5 separate regions of the Mus musculus genome follow, and regions 2, 3, 4 and 5 are each linked to region 1. A link is a contact called in public HiCAR-type, HiChIP or PLAC-seq and promoter capture Hi-C data. All regions are on one chromosome and are shown on one strand. Each heading gives the region's core, a stretch centred on a gene start, on an enhancer-like site or on the middle of the called end of the contact. The rest is flanking DNA. Distances are from core to core; before and after follow the strand shown.

Region 1 (2,700 bases), core at 43-2,542:
TCAAGTGTCCAAGATGCAACTAATGAGGGACACCCAGTAACTTGAGCATCACCAAGAATTAGTGAGCTAATCAAACATTTCCTTAAACTGAAACCAAGAGCCAAACTTCCCTTACTGTCTTTAAACATTTACATATTCTGGACATGCAAAAAATATTTTTTAAAAAATTTGTACTTTAGGTTTAAAAGTCCCGTTCTGGCATTACATTTGCATATGCCCTTTTGTTTTGTTTTTCATAGAAGGAAACCTAACACACATTCTTTGGCTGAAATACAAGAATGGAACAATACGAAAAAGATTAACTCTCAGAATGGTGAGAGCACAGTGGATATAGATGAACTGGGACTGGACACACAGACAAGACACAACCGGGAGCCGGCACACAGGTAACACGGGGCGGGTTACAGACATTTTAACATCTACAGGGACATTTTTTTTTTAAATTCGCCTTTTGGTGTAAGCAAAAGATACAAACATCTGGGCAAGTGGGATAGGCACCATTACCAACAAAACCGCCGCCCGCTCTCACCTCGCACGCGGCTCGGCGATGCCCTGCCCGGGCGGCTTCCGGGTGGTGGTCTGCAGCACGCGACCCGGGCGGCTGCCCCTAAGTTCACCAAGTTTTCCACCGTGCGCCTCCCCGGCCCGGCTTCCGCACACACTGACCGCCCAGGCCCCCGGGCTTTCCAGCCGCCTGCACCCGCGCCGCCCAGGGCGAGCCCGGAGGAGCCCGTCCTCCTCGCTGCCCCGCCACGCGCGGCCACCGAGCGCGCGCCGCGCCGGCCACGCCTTGTTGACAGACACCGAGGCCCGGGCGCGGCGGGGCGGGGCGTTGTTCCCGTCGCGCCCCGCGCGCGCCCCCGGCCGCCGCCGCCGACCTCCCCGCCCGACTCCGGGCTGCGGCCCCGAACCTCCGCCGTACCTGCTGCCGGGGGCGGCTTCCCCCACACAGCACCCCGGGCCGCGCGGACGACGGCGGCAGCGGCGGCGGCGGCTCCCGCGCCTCTCACATGAGGCCTCCCGGGGCCCCGTCTCCGAGCTCCCGCCGTCGCGGCCCCCCGCGCTCCGCCCGCATCCGAGACGCTGGTCCCGCGGCGGGCGCCGACGCGGCTCCACCTTTGCGGCTCCGGCTGCCCCGGTGTGTGGGGAGGAGAGCGTCGCGTCCCTTCTCTGTCCCGCGCGGTCTGTGTCCTTCGCCCCGGCACCTCCTCGTCGCCCGCCCGAGACGCCCTAGGCGAGCAGCGATCGACAGCAGCGAGCCCGAAGCTTCGGCCCAGTTAGGGAATCCAAAATGGCGCCCGCAGTTCGCGGCCGCGCGCTTGCCCCTGCGCGTCCCCGCCCGAGGGGGCGGGCGCGCGGCCGAAGGGGCTGGCCGGGCGCGCGCACCGAGGCGGCTCCAGCCTCCCGGGCTGTCCCTGGCCAAGTTTGTTTAGGGGCGGAATGTGGGCGGGTTGGTGTTCGCCAGACGTGGCTGGCCTTTCCCAGGGTTAAAACCGGAAAGTTTAGGGCGGGGGAGCCGACGCCAAAGGCGGAGGGAGTGTCTGCAGGGCGGGACGCACCCCTACCGGACGTAAACATCACCTGACAGCGACCCACCTCCGCGAGGAGGGCGCGGCCAAGGGAGCCTCTGAGGTTGCTGTCTGTACCTAGAAAAAGAATAAATAAATCAACGTGGTGGACGTTGCGATCACTACGGGTTTCTTAAGACAATATTTGCATTTCCATTTTTCCAAGGCTTTTTTTTAATGAGTCATAACTTTTTCAAAATCACATTTACTTATGAAACAGAACCCCCAAGTCTGAGATTTCTTTTCAGAAACACGTAAAGTGTGAAGAAGCAGATGGCTAATTAAAAAAAGACAACCCCCACTCCTCGCTCCCGGGTGGTGGAGCGTTTTGTAAGTCAAGGAGTCTTTTAAATGCTATCAAATATTTGACTTTTTTTTTTTTAAGTTTGGACTTGGAGATACTGAGTTTTTCCTAAAATAAGAAAAGTCCCCAGAAAATCTTAAGGTTAGCTGTATACCATGCCTTCTGCTTTTTCTGTGTTATTTCTCCAAAGTAAAGATCTCTTCTCTCTCTTTCGTTTCCTACCCTCCTCAGTTTTCTTTATACTGATTTTCATTTTGTAGATCAGGCTGGCTTGGAACTCTGAGATCCACCAACCTCAGCCTGCTCAATGCTGAGATTGAAGAAATGTGCCACCACACGGAACAAAAACATGCTGAACTTTAAAATGCTTTTATGTACTTGTTTTTAATTTACTATTAATTTTATAAGCTTTTCGTTTTGTTGTAGGTGTGAGTGTGCGCGTGTGCGCGCGGCGCGCGCATTTGAGTGCAGTGCCCGTGGTGTCTGGAGTGGATGTTGGATTCCTTGGAGCTGGAGTTATTTACAGGCAGATGTGAGCCACTCATCCTGAGCGCTGGGAACTGAACTCAGATCAGCTGGAAGAACAGCAAGCACTCTTAACTGCTAAGCTGTCTCTCTAGCCCAGAGTAAATTATTATATTTTTTAAAAGATGAAGTCATGAGAACAGGTTCTGTCACACACTTAAGACCGTCACCATATAATGTACATTTAAACAAACTAGAAGAAAGGAGTTTTAATCTTTTTAACCAGAAAAAAATATGTCTGAGGAGTTAGAATGACTAACCCGATTTAAACATTAGACGTTGTGTATATGAACTGAAGGGGCT
Region 2 (2,700 bases), core at 25-2,524, 1.2 Mb before region 1:
CACCTATGCTGTGATGAGCAGCTATTCCTACCCAACTCTGAAGCCATTGTAGAAAGAGAAGCCCAACTGCATGGATTTTTTTCTTGACACTAATATAATCGAGTATACCAATATACTAATATAATCTATTATACTAATATACTAATGTAATATCCACAGAAGGCAGTGTAGACAGATTTCCCATCTCCATGTCAGGCCTCACCAGTGTGGACCATGGGTCCATGCTGTGAACACAACTGCTCAGGGATGGTGTTTTACTGAAAATGTAGAGTGAAGTGCCATGAAGCTCAGGAATTAACATTCCTTGAGGACACACTTGACCCTGCCCTTTGATCCCCGTGGTTTTCGTGTGAGCAAGCCACAGGTCATGTCAGGTGTCTTCCTCAGTCACTCTCACTTTTACTTTGTGAGACAGGATCTGCTATTGAACCCAGAGCTTACGTGTTGGCTAGACTGGCTGGTCAGCAAGCCCTGATTACCCTATCTCTGTCTCTCTAGCTTCAAGAGTATAAGGGTACACATCATGGCCACCTTTGCTGCCCTAGCACTTGGGTTATTGGGGTGACACCGACCTCAGCTTTGTTTCTGTGGTTGCTGAGGGTCATACACAACAAAGAAAAGATTTTACCAACTGAGTTACTTCCCAGCCTGCCCTGCCCTGGTCAGCCAAGTCTTTTAAAAACCATATAAACCCCATTTGTAAAGTATGCAGAACACACAAGAACCTTTTCCTAGCCTAAGCTACTTTAGAGACGTCGCCACTCACTGCCTTTTCTGCAGAGAGAGCTCTCAGAAGTTTAGACAACATCAGTTGAAGGTTCCATCCTATTGGAGCTTTTGATCCGTTTTTCTACCATTGACATCCCCCATCAACATTAGAGCTGCCTGGTTTTCTTTATTTCTGTAGTTGTTTGCATCATGAAGAGCAGCCTAACAAATCTCATCTCCTTGTACCCCAGTTTCTCCCCTCCGAAAAAAATGGTCATTATAATACAGCTCATGTAGCGGTCTGGAGCAGTGACTGACGTTTTGAATGAACAGAACATGGCGTGTGGTTATTGAATTTGTCCAAGTTGCTTTAGTTTTTCAAGCTATTTTTTAACCATCACACACATTCATATATCCTTGTACTGGTTTGAGGAAGAACATGAGGAAGGGAAGAGTTCTGAGATTGAGGTTCCAGCCCCACCCTTCAGACATGACGGCCTTCACTTCATCGCCCCCAGGTTTCCCCTTTCTAATCCGCAAAAGAGCCCTTTAGGAGCGTAGCCCAACCGTCTGCTGAAGTGAGCTCCTCTTAACACTAGGGGGCAGGCAAATACAATCCCTGAAGTGTGTGCCTTTTAGACACCAGAAATAATGAAAATCTATATTACAAAATGTAAAATTTGAAATAAAGTTGTAATTCTGATAGAATCTTCGGACGCACTGTAAGCTCTCATGTTTGAGCATTGCCTTTATTACACGCATACGACAACGCTTAGCATTTATCTAGTGCTTACCGTGTGCAAAGGCACGGCGCAACCCGTTCCTTTTAATAATAACTACATCAAACTCTGCACCCTGGGTGGCGTCCAAAATTATCTAGAGAGATCGTGAAACTGAGGATAAGCGAAAGTCACCCAGCTGGCAACTGGCAGAGCTAGGACTGCAACATGCATTAAGTGACTACACTTAAGCGGGGTTCTGTACCGTTCCCTGCCAGTTCCCATAGCCACCATGGAACCCTCCCACCACTGGGACTGCAGACAGCGTCTCCCCATCACTGTTGTCACAGAAGGGAGGTGATGTCATGGAAATATTTCGCACTGTGCATGAGTGATTCCAATTCCATAAAAGCTCAGAAGCCTTGATTATATTAAATATCAAAATTAAACCATGAAATTATTTGGGAGATGGATATTGGATTCACTTGCTCTGACGGTAGTCTGCTAGACCAGCACAGATAGATGCCTGTGTTGTCTGTCCCCAGATAGTGTACCACTCTTGTTAACTACCTCCTGGCCTTGCCTGTCCCCCTGTCGTTGCAAATGCTATGACACTCACCATGGCCTGCCTTCCCTCTTCTGTCATATTCCCTTTCCCAACCTCAGCTGGGGGTTTTCCATGAGCCTCCATTAGATCTCTTGTAACAGTGTGTTTCCTAAAAATCATCTTTTTATTTGAAGGGTCTTTGTCTCTTACCACTTAACAGTTACATCTATTTTTTTATTATTTTTGAGAAATTCATGCATGCATAGAAATCCACATTTCTCTCCCTTTCAGTTCCTCCCCTGTTCCCAGCATTGTCCTTTGCCTCCCTACTTCATGTGCTCGTGGCTTATACACTCATTGAGTTCACTTAGTGTTGGTTAGCTGTGTGTGCATGAGTGTAGGACTGTATCCTGGGGCATGGGCAGCTTTTCAGGGGCTACATCCATGAAGGAAACTGACTCCCCTTCCCCTAGCAGCTACCAATTGCCAACAGCTCCTCAGAGCTATTGAATGGAAGAGCTCCATGGATCCCTTTCCCCACTCATGCTGGGATTTTCATTGGCTTGATCCCTCCTATGTGTTTCTGGTACAGTCACAGTTGCTGTGATCTCATATGTCCATCTGCCTTGTGTCTGAAAAACACTGTTTCATTATAGCTATCATTTACCCCTGGTTCTTTTAAAAAAAGATTTATTTATTTTATATATGTGAGTACAGTGTTGCAGT
Region 3 (2,700 bases), core at 50-2,549, 1.4 Mb before region 1:
TCCAAAAAAGGAAGAAGGGGCTTGAGGAGGAGGCCCTTCTAGGGTAAAAAATCCGCAATCAAACGGAATGCAGATTCTCTGATTGCCTCGAGGTCTAGGTAAGTCAGCTGCAAAGGACGCTTTGGCATCCTAGGGAAATCCGAGCCCGGTTGATTAGCAATTTTATTGGCTTTATTTAGTTACATGTGAAAATGGTCTATGATATTGCAGGATAGTGTTCGTTAAAGATGAACTGTATCCTGGGATATTTAGAGCTGAAATGTATCCTACTTTAAACCTCTCTATAGTGAGATAAGCCCAAGTGCTAATGATCATTAAACAGAAGCTAGGCTGTTTCCGTAGACAAGATTCTCTGCCATACGTTTGAAAATTTCTTTAATCACACACACACACACACACACACACAAAGAAAAAAAAGAAAAAAAAAAGAAAAGAAAAAAAGAATGAAATGTTGCGTCTCCTCCAGAAAAGAAGGGCTGATCTTATCTTCTTCCATAGGTCAAGTACCCTGGTTGGAGCCCAGAGAGTCCCCAGAGTTTCCTTGGAGAGATCGCGGGGCATTGGACCACCTGTGCACTTTGCTGGCCAGGCCCCGAGCACTTACTCAAACTCTCTGCTCACTCTGAATAACCAGTCACCTTTGCCACACCACGAAGGGTACAGGTTTTGATTCTCCGGGGGAGGGCGGGCCAATGTCCAGAACTGGGCCAAGCAGGCAGGAGAGGTGGGAGAAAAGCCAAGTTCCTTCGGTTCACCGTACCCTTGAGGCGAGAGGGGAAATGAAGCCACAGGTCTTCCCCACGGACCCACCTGCGATCGGGGGAGGAGCGACGCCAGCCCAGACTAGGGGACCAGCCGCCAGTGCCCAGGCCGGTACCCTCACCTGCGGCCGGAAGCCGGGGCAGTAGCGGGGACCGCGCAGCATCTGGGACCGGTCAGCGAGCTCCGTGGAGCCGGAGGGTAGTGGCGTGGAGGCCTGGTGGCTCCGCGTCCCCGCGGGGGAAGTTTCTTGGCCCGGAAAGGTGCAATTGTGTGCAGCTATTCCTGGTATGTCAGGCCGCAGGCAGAAGGGGCGCCGCCTCCCGAGAGAGCCCGGGACTGGGAAGGCGGGTAGAGGCGGGAAGGATGCCGGCTGGGGCGCATCTCCCCGCCCAGATAATTCTGACCAGAGAGGTGGCTGCAAGGACCCTGGCGAGGGGCAAGGACGGAAGCTGGGACCGGCCCGTAGGGGGTGGGCCGGGGCGGGGCTACTGTCGAGGGCGGTGACAGCGCTTGCGACTTTTGAAGTTCCCAGGAGTCCCGGCTCCTTCTGCACACCGCTTCCAGTTGCCTCTTCACCTCCTCCTGCTCCAGTCAGGCTGAACTTGAGCCGATTTCTAGAGTTTGGAGAAAGCAACTCCTGCAAATTCTTCTAGGTTCCTGAACTCAAACTGCACGTCGCTACAAAGGGCGGGGGACGCGTGGCGTGGGAGCTCTGGGTCCCGGCGCGCACCCACTGAGCTGCTCCTCTCCCTCTCTTGCCCTAGACATGGAAGGGATGGAGGACGCCGAGGCCGATTGCTCTGTTGCATTCGCAGAGGCTCAGAGATGGGTGGAGGTGAGTGTCTTTTCCAGTTCTTTACAGATGAATTTACACTTTCCGTGCCTGAGTCTTCTTGGGTTTCCCACCAATCTGAGCTTACGTCCGTCCGGTGACCTAGGCTGAGTAAAGAGGCAGTTTTGGGTACAGTGCAAAATTTCCCTCTCTAGTCTTCTGATGCCTAGCCCTCCTCAGACTTTCTTGCAGATCTCCCAGCGCTTGTCCACCAGGTTTGGGTATCGCACTTCCCAAAAAGCGGGGCACAGAGCTAGGCTGGGGACCTCGGGCGCATTTCTTCGGGATGCAGTTGCTTATCACGCACCTGGGTAGCCAGTGTATTCAGCACGGGGTGTGAGCCTAGAGAGTTGGGGGGCTGCCATCCTTCCCTCTCCCGCTCTCTTCCTCTCCAGTTGAGAAACTAAAATATCCTAAGCTCCTTTACAGACGGCTTGTTATTCTTCCAGCTGTGCCTCACAGACAAGATCTTCTGTTCCTTTTATTGTCACGAAGGAGAGATAGTCTCTACATGGTCGCCTTCGGACTAGCCTGTTTTATTCCGTTGCTGACCACCTAGGTGGGTTGTGCTTGTGAATGAACTCAAGGCACCCCACACCTGGGCTCTAGTACCGAGTTACAACTCTAGACTTATGAGGTGACTTTCCGGATGGGTCAAAAGAATCCTTCCCAAAGTGGGACTCAGAATAACTGATGGTTATAAAATTGTTGCCCACACCAACCCTGACGTCATTTTGGAGTTAGTGGTGCCACATGCTGTTTTATCCAACAGCTAGGGAATTTAATTCAGGGCCTGGGACATGCTAGATAAGAGCGGCTACTCCTGAATCACGCCTGCAGCCCCTCAATCTACCTAAAAATTCAAATTAGGCTACTAAGAATATAGGGGAAGCTAGTTCTTTAAAAGTCATTTTATTTTATGTTTTAAAGAAATACATGTAGGGTCCCACTAGCTTGAGGACCTGCTTTTGGGTCTCTAGCACCCGTGGAAAAAAGCCATTGCAACTCCAGGACAGGCAGGGCTGCTGAGGCAGAAGTATTCAGTGTGACTTAGCCAAAATGGTGGCTTCCAAGTATATACCCCAACCCCCATCGGAATCTACATC
Region 4 (2,700 bases), core at 72-2,571, 1.2 Mb before region 1:
TATCAGCATGGAGGGCAGAGTGGCAGACATGTTGCTGGAGAAGTAGCTGAGAGTTCTACATCCAGATCTGCAGGCAGCAGCAAGACAGCCACTGGGCTTGGTTTAGGCTTTTGAAAACCTTAAAGCCTATCTCCAGTGAATTGCTTCCCTCCAGCCTCCTAATCCTTTCAACTAGTGCCATTCCCTGATGACCAAGTACTCAAATCTATGAGTTTATAGGGACCATTCTCATTCAAACCACCGCAGACAGTATGAGCATCATTATTATTAGCTGTAGGTAGCCATAGCATGCAGCATCCCAGATTACTGAGAAGTGACCGTAATGTCTCCACTAAGAAATGGTGGAGTGGTGGCGCACGCCTTTAATCCCAGCACTTGGGAAGCAGAGGCAGGTGGATTTCTGAGTTCGAGGCCAGCCTGGTCTACAGAGTGAGTTCCAGGACAGCCAGGGCTACACAGAGAAACCCTGTCTCGAAAAACAAAACAAAACAAAACAACAACAACAAAAAGATTAAAAAAAAAAAGAAATGGTGGAGAATCATAACTACTTTATTGAAGACTATGGCTTAAGCTGTAGGTAGACCATTGGGTTTGGATGTGATACCTTCCCGTATGGACAGGAATAGTGTTTTTGTTGGGCTGAGGGGCTGGGCTAGATTTGTAGTGAGGTATAGGTGGGGGTACTCCCTGGGTCCTCACCTGTGGACCTTTCCTCTGCTACCTTTAAAACAGCACCCAATGAATACGTAACATTCATTATCTATAGATTCCAAACCTATGAGCAGAGAAGATAAACAACTTACCTTGTACCTTGAACAAAGAAGAGAAAAAGCTTAATTAATTTTTGGTTTGGGTTGTTAAGGGGCTTTGTCGTGACTCATCGCTGTGACCTCTAAGGCCAGGGTGGATTGGAGTGAGGTGTAGCAACAACATGAGGAAATCACTGTGTCAGAGGGTCCTGAGCACCTCAGAAATGTTGCTGTACTCACTCAGGTTTCAACACATTGGATGAGGGTTGTTAGACTCTGTCAGGTGGCTCGCTGCTTGCTTCTAAATGAGACACAGCCAGTCACTCTCCCCTTTGCTTCAGATGCCTGAGGGGAACTGAAGCAGAAAGAAGACAAACTTCCTCAGCACTGTGACCTTGGGCAAATAATCAAAGTTTGGGCTTTCAGTCATTGGTTGTCTCCTTCTGCCGTGTTGCCTAAACAGACTTAAATAGCATTGGAAATTGGACTTCTATTTTGCTTTCTTGTGCTGTGTGCCTAACATTGTCAAAAGTCTATTTTTAGCTGTGCCAGGTTTACCCTAACTCAAATTTGTAAACTTGATCGACACTCCCACATCACACGCCTGCCAAATACCTGTGCGTTCTGATCTTCAGATTCTCTTCCTGCTTTGTTTTTAACTTACTTCAAGTGGAAATAGTAAAATGTGTCATCAAATTCAAGATCATTGAACTTTATGGTTTTCTAGTTGTAGGAATGTTAAGTGCTAACCCATGTGTTTTAGGCTGGGTGAACTATAGTTGAGAAATAACCAGGTATTTGAATTTTATTGATTGGCTTACATAAATGTCTTTGTAAATTCATATATTTATGAATGTTCAAGCGTATTGTTTGTCATGATGATGGAGCAGACCTAGTTAGTATAAGGTGAGAGTTATAAAACTTTACTAATCTAAATTGCCAGGGACCACACTGCCACACTTTGACCTTTGTAGAGTGAAATGGAACTTGTCTAAAAATAGACCTAATAAATACCTTTTATTTAGATAGTTCCTTGTTTACTGGTTTCTCACTCCATTTTGCTTAGCTTTTTGAAAAACAACAAAAATTTACAGATCCTTTTATCTTTAACTTCAAGTAAACTGACTTCTGAATAAGAAAATCCAAAATAAGATATTATAATTGCCATCACTTAGGTCTATGAAAATTTATACAAAGCTTTAACGATTGCTAATTTGAAACTAACCCTAAAGCCCAGATTCTATGGAAAAGATAAGTTGGTTACATTACCTATTTTACTGGACTAAAGAAGAAAAAACCCCTACAGTATGCTGCCTCTAAGTCCTGCTATCCCTGTAGCCACTGGAGTTTTAAACAGGTGGTCACCACAGAACATCAAGTGTAACAATAAATAGCACAGTCTAATTCCAGTAAGATGAAACTCTGCTGTGGTTACAAGGGGTGGCGCAGGGGAGGACAGTTAGGGGTGGGGGATGGGGATCAGACAGTGACGCCAAAGAGCAAAGTCCAAGGCATGAGTCAAGCTCTGAACTCCTTGCAGGGAGCTCCCGTTGGCTCACCAAGCCCTTAGAAACTATTTCTATGGTCTACGTGAATAACCAACCCACCACCAACAGGAAGAAGTCCTCATGGAACTTTTCCTTTGTCAATGTAATCTTTTAGATTACCAAAGTCACACAAAGCTGATATTTGTCCAAGCTGAAAATATTGCAGGAAAATAAAAATAAGAATAGTTCTCTAACTACTGGATGGGTGCAATTTGATGATGTATCTATCTGAGCTTTATAGTTATCTATACATATAAAACAGATTACACACACACACACATGTATATGAAGAAAAAGATACTGTGTGCAGGTGTGGAGATTTGAAATGGTGACATTTTGCTTGATATGTGTGTAAACTTCAAGCTGATAGGTTGGTTGCTTGGCAGATATGAAACTCTGCTGTG
Region 5 (2,700 bases), core at 40-2,539, 1.5 Mb before region 1:
GAGGCCCCTGCCTTGCCAGTCCGGGTGGCCCCAGTCCCGCCCCCTGGCACCCACAACTTACCTGGTTAGGATCCGTGGCGCGGAAAACGTGGCAGGCCATCTGTGACTCGGGGTCGTCGGGCTGCGCCTTGATCAAATAGGCAAAGTAGGTGAGGTCGTGACTGTTGTGGATGAAGCGCGAGATGTGCTGAGCCTTGTGCTCGAAGATGAACACCCCGGTGTTGGGCTGCACAGCCCCGGAGCCTGCGCCCCCGCCGACCCCGGCACCCGGCGCAGGGACACAACGCAGAAAGGGGGCGCTGAGCACCAGGATCACCTCCCGGGCTGCGGGCGCCCCGCAGCCGCCCGCATCGGGCTTCTGGCTGCGCCGACGGATCTCGGCCATGAGCCAAGGGAGCATGGGTAGCGTGGTCCTGCGATCCAAGCAAGACCCTCCCACGTACCATAGCCGGAAGCGCTTGTCGCCAGGCTTGGTGGCACCTGGCTGTGCTGGGGCACTCGGCTCAGGCTCCAGGGGGTGCGGGAAAGGCTCATCCTGAATGCAGCTAGGCGACTCCATAACTCGCGCCTAGCGAGGGCACCGCGCCCCCAACTCTCACTGTGCAGGAGCCGAGGAAACTGCTAACTGTCGCCCCAGGCCCCCGCGCCTGCCTTGGTGCCACCAGTTCTTAAAGTCCGTGCTTCAGCGGCCCTGCCCCATGCGACACTTCCCCGGGCGCGGCTCCGAGCCTTTGGCTGCAGCTCAGTGGACTAGCGGGAGACCCAGGCTCACGCGCGCATCCTCCTTCCTGGAGATCGCGCCCCAGGGCAGGTCTGTTCTCCAGCCGCCGGTCCGTCCTTGGGGTCCGGGACCAGGGCAGCCGCGGTCTCTCGATCCTGCTCGGGCTCCTGCTCCTGCAGCCCGCTGCGGCCGGCGCGCTCACCCAGCGCTGGCACGGGAAGGCTGGGCGGAGAGTGGAGCTGTGGGCGGGAAGGGGCGACTGGGGCGGAGCTGACTCCTAGCAGGGTGACCGGCTGTCACCTGGAAGGTCGGGGGTGCCCGCTTGCGGCCCGCTCAGTCCTGGAGAACTAGTCCAATGGAAAATAACAAAAACAAACGTGGCCTCGAGCAGGCAGCTCCTGCACCCGCCGATTCTGCAGCCCAGCTCGCTGCTCCTCCTCCAGGGTTCCCGTCCCTCCCTCGCTCGCTCCTTCCTTCCTTCCTCCCAGGCTGCTACTTTAAAGCCGGCTGCTACTCCGCCTCTAGTCTACGGGCGCAGAGCTTTGCCAAGAAGCTGAGGTCGCCTCCCTGCCTCCTCCTCCGGCCTCCGCCCCTCATCTCGCCTCGGGGGGCAGTCGTACCCAGCTTGGCGAGGGCACTTCCCGGAGCAGGCTGGCCTCTCTCCTCCTGGAGACTCTACTGCCCCCTGGAGAGGGGCCATTCGCAGTGGGGCGCTGGGATTTTGTTTTTGAGCAATATTTGCTTAGTTTTATTCTGTCTAAAGCCTGAATATTACTATGTTCTGCATCCTTTTTCTTAATCTCAAGGACTCATCAGGATTTGATCACAATTCTATGATAAAATACATTCCAATATTCACTTTAAATTTCAACATTGCTTGATATGAATCTTCCCATTTCTTAGTGCAGCTAACTTCTTAAAATACACAGAAGTTAAACTTCTTTACCCATGCCCATTTCAGAGCTAGTGCAAAATTCTTCCCTTTTACATATGAGAATACATATTTCAAAAAAATTAGGGATAATTTGATTATTGTAATTTTAAAACAAAACAGTAAAATATAATTCCTTTTCCATTCTAGCATTTTAAATGGGTTTTGTTATTGGTGCTGCTGTGTGTTTAGTGTTAGTATTTTTAAGTCAAAGTCTCCTTCCTAGATAGTACAGGTTGACTTGGTACACTCTATCCTCCTGCCTCAGTTTTCCAAGACCTGGGATTATAGGAATGTACCACCATCCTCGGTGAACTCTCATACCTTCGTTATACCTTTGCTGGATGATAAGGAATGAGCAGGAGAAAAACCAAAATAAAGGAGGAAACTTTAGGGGTTTTTGTTTTATTTTGTTTTTCGAGACAGGGTTTCTCTGTGCAGTCTTGGCTGTCCTGGAACTCACTATGTAGACCAGGCTGGCTTCGAACTCAGATCCACCTGCCTCTGCCTCCCGAGTGCTGGGATTACAGGCATGTGCCACCACTGCCCAGCAGGAGGAAACTTTAGACTTACTTTTTTCCAGGTGCTTAGAAGAAAAAATGAAAACTCCAGGGTTTTGTTTTGTATTTAGTGGTCTTGTGATTTTCTCTAGGGTCATTTTGCTTCCTGTTCAGACAAAGTCAATAGGGTCAAATATGCTACACTTCTGGGACCACCACATAGCTAGCCTCTTTTTAAGAACCATCTATGTTCCAGGATGAAGATGTTATCAATTGGTTGAAGTCGTTTACTTTAACATGAAAAAAAAATCTCTGTGGAAAATACAACTCAAGTCTTCAAGGAGGAATTAAACACTCTGAGAACAGAGATAGAAATTGTCTAAGATTACAGCAGACTTCGTGCACAGATCTCATTTCCCTAAGTCGCACCTCTGACACTTGTGAAAGAGAAGGAAAAGAAAAAAAGCCATGGCTCAGTTAGAGAAGCCTTAGTGGTCCCTCCAAGTCAATCAGTGTGCGGACTAGGACTGTGTTTGGAGCCCCACTGG

Evidence for each region. Promoter capture Hi-C pulls out the DNA fragments that hold promoters and counts their contacts. HiCAR-type assays count read pairs that join an accessible place to other places. HiChIP or PLAC-seq counts read pairs in DNA pulled down with a chosen protein or histone mark.
Region 2: a contact with region 1 is called in an H3K4me3 HiChIP or PLAC-seq map of forebrain, with 9 times the contacts expected there. The contact joins the enhancer-like site here to the promoter of Fbxl3 in region 1. A contact is called at or near these places in 3 of 39 promoter capture datasets (the 3T3-L1 cell line, cranial neural crest and hippocampal neurons), 2 of 484 Hi-C or Micro-C datasets (both in cortical neurons), 5 of 115 datasets of contacts at active chromatin or transcription factors (craniofacial prominence, embryonic limb bud, embryonic midbrain and 2 more) and 1 of 9 other capture datasets (adipose tissue).
Region 3: a promoter capture Hi-C map of embryonic stem cells shows a contact between it and region 1, with 6 times the contacts expected there. The contact joins the promoter of Lmo7 here to the promoter of Fbxl3 in region 1. A contact is called at or near these places in 8 of 39 promoter capture datasets (the 3T3-L1 cell line, the SN4741 cell line, embryonic stem cells and 5 more), 4 of 115 datasets of contacts at active chromatin or transcription factors (astrocytes, embryonic forebrain, embryonic stem cells and 1 more) and 1 of 9 other capture datasets (adipose tissue).
Region 4: a contact with region 1 is called in a HiCAR-type map of kidney, with 5 times the contacts expected there. The contact joins the enhancer-like site here to the promoter of Fbxl3 in region 1. A contact is called at or near these places in 2 of 39 promoter capture datasets (cranial neural crest and hippocampal neurons) and 4 of 115 datasets of contacts at active chromatin or transcription factors (astrocytes, extraembryonic endoderm stem cells, hepatocytes and 1 more).
Region 5: a contact with region 1 is called in a promoter capture Hi-C map of 3T3-L1-derived adipocytes, with 6 times the contacts expected there. The contact joins the promoter of Tbc1d4 here to the promoter of Fbxl3 in region 1. A contact is called at or near these places in 6 of 39 promoter capture datasets (the 3T3-L1 cell line, 3T3-L1-derived adipocytes, embryonic stem cells and 2 more).

The regions. Positions count from the first base shown.
Region 1 is chr14:103,098,240-103,100,939 of GRCm38.p6, forward strand. Fbxl3 (F-box and leucine-rich repeat protein 3) reads right to left here and starts at 1,293. Exons shown (of 5, transcript NM_015822.3): 1 at 923-1,293.
Region 2 is chr14:101,945,612-101,948,311 of GRCm38.p6, forward strand. No RefSeq gene overlaps it. Among named protein-coding and RNA genes, the nearest start is that of Lmo7, 220 kb to the left of the region's middle. Within about 2 kb of position 1,275, at least 24 of the 459 cell types and tissues checked have an H3K27ac peak or open chromatin away from gene starts, as enhancers often do. A contact at or near this core is called in cortical neurons, forebrain and hippocampal neurons, where this site is marked.
Region 3 is chr14:101,728,629-101,731,328 of GRCm38.p6, forward strand. It overlaps Lmo7 (LIM domain only 7), which reads left to right and starts at 1,300. Exons shown (of 31, transcript NM_201529.2): 1 at 1,300-1,597. The coding sequence starts at 1,529. It overlaps Gm9922 (predicted gene 9922), which reads right to left and starts at 1,100. Exons shown (of 2, transcript NR_168926.1): 1 at 884-1,100; 2 at 1-761.
Region 4 is chr14:101,851,705-101,854,404 of GRCm38.p6, forward strand. The region is part of intron 4 of Lmo7 (LIM domain only 7); the gene reads left to right. Among named protein-coding and RNA genes, the nearest start is that of Lmo7, 120 kb to the left of the region's middle. Within about 2 kb of position 1,322, at least 47 of the 459 cell types and tissues checked have an H3K27ac peak or open chromatin away from gene starts, as enhancers often do. A contact at or near this core is called in hepatocytes and kidney, where this site is marked.
Region 5 is chr14:101,607,902-101,610,601 of GRCm38.p6, forward strand. It overlaps Tbc1d4 (TBC1 domain family, member 4), which reads right to left and starts at 1,290. Exons shown (of 19, transcript NM_001081278.2): 1 at 62-1,290. The coding sequence starts at 559.